Regions from separate parts of the Mus musculus genome. Here region 1 is linked to region 2. The links are chromatin contacts, called in public HiChIP or PLAC-seq maps. All regions are on one chromosome and are shown on one strand. The core of a region is the stretch at or near the end of the contact, and the rest is flanking DNA. Distances in the headings are between cores, read along the strand shown.

The links. HiChIP or PLAC-seq counts read pairs in DNA pulled down with a chosen protein or histone mark.
Region 1: a PDX1 HiChIP or PLAC-seq map of a beta-TC-6 cell line shows a contact between it and region 2, with 19 times the contacts expected there. The contact joins two enhancer-like sites. A contact is called at or near these places in 4 of 484 Hi-C or Micro-C datasets (the G1E-ER4 cell line and nephron progenitors) and 1 of 115 datasets of contacts at active chromatin or transcription factors (a beta-TC-6 cell line).

Annotation. Positions count from the first base shown.
Region 1 is chr15:52,314,224-52,319,387 of GRCm38.p6, forward strand. It overlaps Slc30a8 (solute carrier family 30 (zinc transporter), member 8), which reads left to right. Exons shown (of 8, transcript NM_172816.4): 3 at 3,052-3,198. Among named protein-coding and RNA genes, the nearest start is that of Slc30a8, 21 kb to the left of the region's middle. Within about 2 kb of position 2,153, at least 5 of the 459 cell types and tissues checked have an H3K27ac peak or open chromatin away from gene starts, as enhancers often do.
Region 2 is chr15:52,159,234-52,163,955 of GRCm38.p6, forward strand. No RefSeq gene overlaps it. Among named protein-coding and RNA genes, the nearest start is that of Aard, 120 kb to the left of the region's middle. Within about 2 kb of position 2,563, at least 73 of the 459 cell types and tissues checked have an H3K27ac peak or open chromatin away from gene starts, as enhancers often do.

The DNA.
Region 1 (5,164 bases), core at 903-3,402, 150 kb after region 2:
CCAACCTGGAAGTCCCTTCTACTCACTCAACGATTGGCTCCTTTATTCATTAGGGGATTGGTTCACAAGAAGTCACCTGAGTACATGGCTTACTTCTTGTCCCAAACCCCTCCCAGGAGAGTGGAGTTAGCATCAAAATACAAACAGCAAGAGGCCCAACCACAACAGGGTAGACTTTTGAAATTTCAAACTCCACTCCCAATGACACACCTCTTCCACCAAAGCCACATCTCCTAGTTCTTCCCAAACAATTCCATCACTGGGGACCAAGCCTTTAACTATATGAACCCATGGGGTATTCTCATTCAAACCCCACAAAAGCTATTATCATCAGGTGAATTGTTTTTTGTTTTTTTGTTTTTTTTTTCTCAGCACTGCCAACACATCTCTTTCTTATTGGAAAATGCCAATTGTTTAAATCTGAGGGGGGTCCATGTCCAGGAGATGCAGGGACAGTATTCTGCTCTCAGGGCCTATGCGATCTGTTCCCAGGTTGAGACCTCTCTTTGCCTGTGTTTCCTTGCCATAAGAACATTCTGCACACATCTTGCCATGGCTAGAAACAGAACCGACAACACTCTGCTTCATGCATTCTCCATAGTTCCTTTCAGCAATTACTGCTGTGTGGGTTTTTTAAATTCACCTACAAACTATTCGGTTTCATTATGATATTCTGCAACATTTTTTTTATTCCAGTGTTCCCTCTTCACATTTCTGCTCCTGTTCTTCAATTATTCCCTTCTACCTCCATATCCTCCTTTCAATTTTCTTGCCGTGTGTTGTATTTCTCTCTTCCCCTTCTTCAATAATTCTTTTTTTCCCCTCAGCACATGGTCTCATTTCTACTTTCATAGCTTGTACACATTTGCACACAAACATACCTTTTTACACACACACACACACACACACACACACACACACACACAGAGAGAGAGAGAGAGAGAGAGAGAGAGAGAGAGAGAGGGAGAGAGAGAGAGCGCTAGGATCCATGTATGAGAAAGATCATGTGATATTTGTCTCTCTGAGTTTTATCATATAATTGTTTCCAGATCCATTTGTTTTTAATCATCAATGTCTTGTCCCTCCAAGTAAGCCTGCATATTGGTGACAAAGACCTTTCTCACAAACACAAACTAAATATGCATTGGCATTGTCTGAACGTCCTAAGCAGATCTCCTTAGCAAGGAGGCTAGCCTTCAACTTCTTTGTCAATCTCATTTCCCAGAATATTCTGATATTTCCTCATCTATTATCTTCTATTTTTATAGCAAAGTGCCACATTCTTTTATTTCTTTTTCCATGTTCCTGTGCATCATGAAAACCCACAATTTTCTTGCTAATTCTCAGTCCTTCTTTGAAAAGTTCCTGAATACCACAGTGTTCTCTGTTCCCATTCCGGTAGCAAGACTTCAGTGCAGTGTTAGGCGATCACTGAAGAAAGGGATTGTAATTTGTTTACCTTTGTGTACTTTGCTCATGTTACCAGGCACAGCAAGGGCTCTATAAGTGCTGGCTGAATAGTTGAATTAATGGTCAATAATGCCCCATGCTTTCAGAAGTAAATGCACTTGCTACCTCTTGCATGCAGTGTGCTCTGTATCACTCAGCAGTGCCCACACTTTTCTAGATAGTTCTTATTACCAGCTCTGATGGTTGGGAAATGATTATAGGGTCCCAGGTCTCCAAATTACCATGATTCTTCTAAAGCAAGCTCTTTTCTTAGTTGCTTCTTCACCAGCTGAGCCTGCTAAAGAATTTTTCCAAGACTTTTCTTGCCTTGACTTAGTGGGCAATTTCAGTGTGGCACTGAGAATCCCCATCATTCATGGCTAAAATTGCAGCATGCTGCTTATCTGCATGTAGTTATTCTCCAGGCAAGAAATAATGCATTATTAACACAGCTTTATTATCAGGACCGAGTCTGGCAGATCGAGGAACATTAGAGGATAATTGGAAGGACAGCTGATTTGTTAGCAAAATGTTGCCTTTTGGCTAATGAATCATTCTGATTTTTGCACGGACAGCTCTGTAACACGCCTGAAGACTACTTTGCTTCAGATCATTAAACTTTGACAAACCAGTTATTAAGTACAGCTCGAGCCACCGGTCTGTGGGGATTATTGCAATGATGAGCCATCTATGCAATTTTTTTTTAATCATTAAGCGAGACAAGGTGAGTCTGATGATGGAGGGTCTGATGACTGATGGTCTCTGCTGCTCTGTAGTACACAAGGCAATAAACAGTGGCAGGAATGACTCATCAGTCAGCACACACTCTTTGCTGGAAAGAGGTAGGGAGAGCAATAGAGGTTATTGCTCTCAAAGAAGCCACGCTCAGGAAGAAAGGACACAACACTCCTTTAATTTCTCTTCTGGAGGCTGGAGGTGTTTTCAAAGGAGAGAAAGAGGGAAGTCACCAATGTCCAGAAAAGCAAGGTGGCCGTGTGGGCCTGCTTTTCTCTGTCCTATGCTTCGTCAGATTGTTCATGACTTTGGTATGTCCACTGGACATACCTTCATTTCTCCATTCTGTTCTGCTCTCCCACCATTTATAACATGGATCTCCAGTGCAGCTAGTAATTCAGCACAACAAAGAGTGGCAGTAAAGGCTATGGTAAAATTACAAATAAATAGCAAGACTATGAGCCAGATTGCAATGCTGCTTGCCAGGTAGAAGTTCAAGTCTACAGCCTGGATTATGAGACCCCGTGAATCTAGCCAATGCATCTACAGCCATATGTACTTATAGGTCCGTTCGTGAGACTTCCTGCCTAGCATAATTGAGATGCTGTTTCTATTTGCTTCATAATTCCTATTGCTATATATCCATGGCCTCAGAAATGACGCCCTGAACATTTATATTTATGTGCTTAAATTTAGTTACTGTTATGGTCTCAGTTATTTTTCAAATTGGGAAAAAGAGGTGGGTTAATTTGAATTCAATACCTTTTTTTGCTTCCCAAGTTGTATGAATGAACTATGTCTAATATGCAGAGGAGTCCTAATTGCATTCCCAGCCTTTAACCCAGTGTGATATTGTGCATCTCACAGGTGGACACGTTGCTGGGAGTCTGGCTATCCTCACTGATGCGGCTCATCTCTTAATTGACCTGACTAGTTTCCTGCTCAGTCTCTTTTCTTTGTGGTTGTCATCGAGGCCCCCTTCCAAGCGGCTGACATTTGGGTGGTATCGAGCAGGTAACATTCTCTGATTGCGCAATAGTGAATGCATAATGATATAGATTCAAACAGAGCTTGAAAAAAAGGGGGAAGGTAAAGAGAAAGCCTTGCCCAATAATTCCCTCTGGGCTACAAGCCTGCTGCTCAGGATAAAATAACCATGTGGGAATGTGAGCTCTCAACATTAATTCAGCTGACAGCAAGATTAATGGAAGTACCTCCTCTACTATGGGACAACAGAAATAGCTGTATCGTGATGCCAGACATTTCTGTCTCCAGGGTCTAGGAGATGATTCTTTCGGTTACTCTACATCCTTCGAAGAAAGGATGAAGGCAGAGAATCTAGGGTTTAGTGATTGTCCCTAGGGAGTTAGGCATAAAATATGGACTTTCTTAATCACACACATAGTCATTCCTACGATCTGAATGCTGCTTTGGAATCTCAGGTGGGAATTTAAAGACTGTTCAGGTGGTCTTGAGATAGGACTTCATTAAGTTATGAGATCTGTACTCTCATTAATGGGTCAATGCAGTTATTGTGGGAGTGGGATCCTGGTAAAAATGATGAGGTCAGTGTAACTTATTTCCCTGCCTCACACACACTTGCTCTTCTATCATGCTATGATGCAGCATAAAATGTTTGCCAACTTCAAGAACCTTGATCTTGTACTTCCCAGGATCCAGAGCTATGAGAGGAGAAAAAAGACCTCCTTTTGTTATAAATGGCCTACTCTCTAGTACATCGTTATAGCATCAGAAAATGCACCAAGAATGCATCCAGTGAATGCTTGACTCAGCTGAATCCTTGTTCATTTAAACATCAATAGCATTGAGGTAGACAAAAATAATGACACAGAAAAAAGGGAGAGAGTAAAATTCACTCTTTTGACCTTTCTCAGAGCTGCTTCTTTCACTGAGTGACTGCCTGCTCTTGCCCAGAAAGCAGCCAGAGTTATGAGAAGTGTTCAGTCTCTGCAAAGCATTCACTATGGGTTTTCTTTACTGTATCCCCTCACTCCCTTACCTTGCTGCTGCACTATTTCCTGTCTCTGTGGTTTCTTATATCAGTTGGAGAAATTTGTGTTGGAATATTTTGTACCAGTATTGGGAACATATAGTAGCAGCTCTGACTTCACACAGGCTGAGAAGCCAAGGCAAAGGAGAGCTGACTGCAGCATGCGGGGTAATCTTCATGGTCAGCCTTCCCAGGGAGAGACGCTGGCAGCCAAAAACCACAGCTTCACTGACAATGTGAAGTGTAGGTTTTAGAGGTTAGAGTACTAGGAAACTCTGTCTTCGTGCTAAGCAGTTTATCAGTGCAGGTGTTCAGGATTGGCTTCCCTTCAACAGTCAGAGAGAAATAAACAGTCTTAGAAAGTGTGTGAGACTGAGCTTAGAGAAGTCTTAGTACTATTTCTGAAAAAGGTACACCTGGAAGCCATGTGAGGTCTGTAGAACTCTCCCCATTTGTCAGCACAAATTTGTACACACTCTCAGCACTTCCTAGTACTATTAGAACTGTTTTGTTTCCCTGGGAAGTTTCCTTTTTTAGATAGACTAGACTCAGAACTTTACATCTTTGCTTAGACTCTGTGCCATTAATCATGGAAATCTATGAGCCCTAATATTCTAAAAGACCAAGAATGTTCAATAAAAACTCTCTGCTATTAGGCAAAATATTTTGAAATACAGGGTACAATGTAAATATTGAGAACTTTAAATGTGGCTAGGATGACTTAATAACAATATTTTGAATTTTATCTAATGTCTATTGAATGACTGCACAGGATTGGTGGCTACCATGTGAAACAGTGTCATAGACACAGGTGGGCCCTGTGAATCCACAGCCCAATCTGGCCAATCCGCCACCCGCCTACTTGGCTATTTCCTTGGAAACCATGTAGCACAATGATACCATTTATCTGTTTTTCCTCATGTGTTTCTTTCCTAACTAGTTGCTTTCAGGTTCCTAACCAATGTTTGG
Region 2 (4,722 bases), core at 1,313-3,812:
ATATGAACCAGTTTGGAGAGTGTTGTTGAATTATCTAGGATCATGTTAGAAACTTTGTAAAATATAAAAGATGGATAGCATAAAGCATTCCTTAGGTAGCTAGCTTTCAGCTGTGGAAGCTAGGTTGTATAGGAAGGAACTAATTAGAATAAGGAACGCATGCATGCTCTATTTCCAGTTAGTATAGAATGTGCACTCTAGTTCCTAGCAAGGCCATCATCTTGCATAGTTTGGATCTTGATTTTAAAAGTCACGAATAAGGAGGAGTTCAGGGCTACTAGAATTCAGAAGTGGGCATCGGGAGGGTCTTCAGTATCTAAGGAAGGCTTCCCAACAAAGACTTAGGTGGATTTCTGAGGCCCAGTGGCCACTGAATGAGCAGAGAGAACTCAAGGAGGTCAGCCAAAGCCAGGTAATCATAGAGTCACAAAAGTGAGGGGAGAGTGACAGACAACAGAAGAGAGGGCACTCTTGGCAGCGCAAGAACTCTAATTGGTCGATAGAGATGATATGTTAAACAATGACCAGTGTGTTTACAATACCTTCACTGCTAAGCAGGGGGTACTTGAACAGGATTCTGTAATCTATCATGCCCATTTCCCCTTACAGAAAACTACCAATGATGACACGGTGTGATAGATTCCCGTAAGCCACTCAGAGGTTTTCAACGGCTTTCGATTTTTTTCAACTATGTTTCGATACATGTTAGAGAGAATTCATGGTTGTGAGGCAAGTTTACAAATTTTTCATTCTGTACTTATTTAATTTAATACATATAGATTAGTCAGCTTTATACTCCTAGGCAGTAGAGCAATCTGTGATGGGGACACGGCCTTCAGGGAGCTTCTATTCTTTAGAGGTTATTGACTCATAAATGCTCTGACACAGGAAAGTCCTGGATGGAGAATGCCAGCTAAATGGACTTGACAGTTAGCAAAGGGAGGGACTCAAATTGGAAACTGAGGGGAGTAGCGTCATCACCAACCTGAAGAGATGCAGGCTAGTGCTTGAAGCAGAAGGTAATAATAGCTCAGTCAAAGCACTGGGTGCGGCAGCCATGGCCAAGGGCTTATGCCTGCTTTCTGGACTGTTGCCATAAACAATAGGGACTCAGTATGGAAGGAAAGTCAGGACTGCACTGGGCTGTGAAGCTGTTTGTGCTTAGTAGCGATGCTGTTATTTGAAAAGGAGTATGGGAAAAGCCATCCAGTAAAGGGACTTGGGAACCAAAAGGCAAACTTAGCACCCTTTTTGATAAACTAACCAGTCTGAGAGGGCATTTAGAGCAGATGATATGTTCAATAAGCCAGCAATTTGGTTTGAAAGAGAAGACCCAAACTTCCTCAGGGACGGCGACTCCCCTGCCGCGTGCCCACAGCAAGGAGTCGAGCAAACATTGCTCTGGGAGCAAATGCGGAGTGCTTTCCAGAGAACAGGTTTCTCTTTGGGGTATAATTATTTGGCCCACTTAATAGAAGTCGCAAGCAGGCCAGCCCTTGAAAAATAGGGCTCGTTCCTCGTTTTAGCAGAGCTTGAACAAAGGGAAACTTAAAATCAATTAGAGGGAAAGAGGAAGCCTATTTCTGTCCTTCTGGAGACAAAAGATGAAGCACAATTGGTTAAAATTCAGAGGACTAAAAATCTCTTGGGCGGTTGGGGGAAGTATTGGAGAGCTGCAGAGGAGACACAGATCCAAACGCAGGCTCGAGCTGCCATCTAGTGTTGGGACGGCTGCTGGCACGCCAGGCCCAGCTGCTGTTTCTGCCTGCCGGCTCAAGGCTCTTGGGTTTCAGAAAGATGCATCAAATTACTATTTATTATTATTGTTATGCCTATTGTTATTAAATAATTACTAAGTTAAACAGGGAGTTTAACACTTCTTGTCTCCCAGGAATTAATTTTCCTCCTGACAGCACGCAGTCCTCAGTATTCAGTTGCCTCTTGTTTGAAGGAACAAGGTTTAATCCTTTGGCAATCTAACTAGGAGCCAGCTCAGCTCCGAGGGAACCACAGTTTGACCTTTGCAATCGTGTTGGAAGGTGGCAGTCTGGATCATTAACCTTGTGAAAGGTCCTGGTGTATCTATAGGCTCAAGCCTCCTCCTGAAGGGAGATTTCATGGTGAAATGCTGTTATAGAGCCTGTAGAGTAGTTTTGTCTCCTCACCAGACTCTTGTTTTATTGAATTGAGGTCTCTCATATTGGGAAGATAATTGGCAATTCAACAAATTACCTTTATTTAATTAAACAACTAATTTACTGCCAATCTGATATTGATTAGAGGCCCTGGCTGCCAATTACTTGTCCCACCCCTGCCCTGTTACTGGAAATTACAAACCTTAACCAGGCTTAGCTAATATTGTTTGTAGCCTAAAGATGGGAGCTTTGATGTTCCACAGCTGCTGGGTCTCTATCTCACTGCGGCGAAGCAGGCAGCGCCTGTGAGGCTCTGGAGATGCTTAACGTGGCCTGCCAACTCCCACGCCCACTCTGAAGCGTGGCTCTGGAGCCCCTGACCTAGATGGCTGACTCAGAGTGACTGCAGCGTCCTCCTGTGCCCCAGCCTCTGCTCTCAGCAGCAGGTCTTTTCAAACAGAGCTGTAGCGTGAGTAAACAGCCCTGAGAGGAGCCATCTGCTCGGTTCCCATTTGGACATGAAAGCGAACCTGATCTTACAGACCTTTCCAGACACCCGGTGGCCCCGCGATCTCCCCCCATCTAGTCACTGCAATACTTTACTCTTTTGTAAGGTGGGAATACAGGCATGCTTTCCCTCTACCTTTTTAAAGCCGACAGAGGAAAATAATCCTTAGAATTAAAGCTGTCCTTTGTTGTGCTGTGACATCCTCGTGACAGGTGGTGGCATATGAAAGGCTGAGGGACTGGGCAGGGGATGGAGTGAAACACATTCCTCAACCACAGGGCAGGATCAGGGGACATTGCTGTGAAAGCCCTACTCTGAATCTTCTCTTAAGGCGGGGCAGATCGACAGGGGAATAAACAAAGGAAAAATTCAGACGTTATATGTGTTTCTATTGTGGGTGCTGGAGTTGTCTGGCGTAAAGAAGAATTAAGGGATGGGGAGACCTCTCTTAGCCATTTGATGAACATTCTTCTATTTTCCTAAACATCCATGTCACCTTTAGGCCACTCTTATGTTCTTCTCATCTTCCTGTCCAGTGCCCAGAAAAACACAAACACAATTTAGGAAGCTTCCAGTTCAGTGCTCAGTACAAACAAGGCATGCAGCAAAGGCTTAGCCCATGGTAGGTGGGCAAGAATTTTTTAACTGAATCAGTGCATTAAAGTATGCGTGTCAGAATGTTTGATGAGACGAATAGTTGACTGTATCAATAAATCAGGAAAGAGAGTAACATTTATCTAGTGCTTAATCAGAACAAAGGGTTGTTCTAGCCAAGTCGTCTCCTTGGAAAAGACTATTGTAAAGATCTCCCGACAGAAGTGGAATCAGTCCAGAAGGCTGTGGAACTGACAGACAGCCATGTCCTCTCCTCAAGGTCTTTCTCTTTCCTGTTTGTCTGCTTTGCTCTCCTCTTTCTGCACCAGTCTTTCTTAAGCTCCACTCCACATACTTTCTGTCTGTTCATAAATTATGCCTGGCTAAGACTTTGCTGCTTGCCACAGCAGCAAAATGGACGTTAGCTTCTTTTGACTTTCTTGTTCATTGTTAAATATCGCATTGTCCCCCTTTCTAAATATATATTCCAGAAAGAAGAACTTCATAGGCCAAGCTTGCCAATGTATTTACTTTTGAGCCAGGCCATTTGGTCTTGGCTGCCAGCTCGTCTACGGAGCACTTGCTTGTGTTGGGCTCATTATTATGGGTAAGTAGAAAGTAGGAATGCAGGTCACCTACATGACACTCAGACATCAAGAATTGTGAGAGGACAGGCTCTCTTTGGAGGGGATACACAAACTGTAAACATATCTAGAAACCCAGGGCGTAGTACTTAGCAATAGATGAAGGGCCAAGGAAGCAGTGTGCGCATCACTTTGAGGGGTTCTGCGCAGGAACTGCTTGGTGGAGGTGACTGAACACGGGGCATCTCAGATCTGCCTGATGACTCTGGGGCATCATTATGCTGGCTGCAAAGCTTATGCTTCTCCGAGCTCTGCTCTCTCCCGTTTACTTTTCACCATTGTGAAGCATTTCATCAAGAAGAACCAGTGGCTCGTAGCACTAGCAGGAAATGTGCCACCAAGATAGGAACTGGGGACCACTTCAGGAAAGCTAGCCACGAACGGAAGGAGCAGCAATAGCAAAAATATTGGTCAGATGGAAGGTGGCTTTGACTGGAGGGACTGCTGTATGTAGGTCTCGGAGCACAGTGTGGTGTTAATGGCTTGAGAATGTCTGATGAGATCAGCATGACTGAAAAAAAATAGGGATTTGGCCTCAGTATGTGAGGGATAAAATTTACTTACACACACAACACAACACATACACACACACACACACACACACACACACACACACACACGCGCGCACACACACACAAACATGCAACTTCTGGCCTCCCTTCTGCATCACATGTCTGGATGTTTTTCTTTTTTAACAGGGATGGTTATACTTGAACCTATTCTCAAGAGAAGATATTTCACATGGAAAAAAAAAACAGCTAAAAAAAAACCCTCAAAACCCCCAAACTTTGGATACCATAGGATGCTAGATTCAGGTAGAAGGACACATGTACTCACCCAT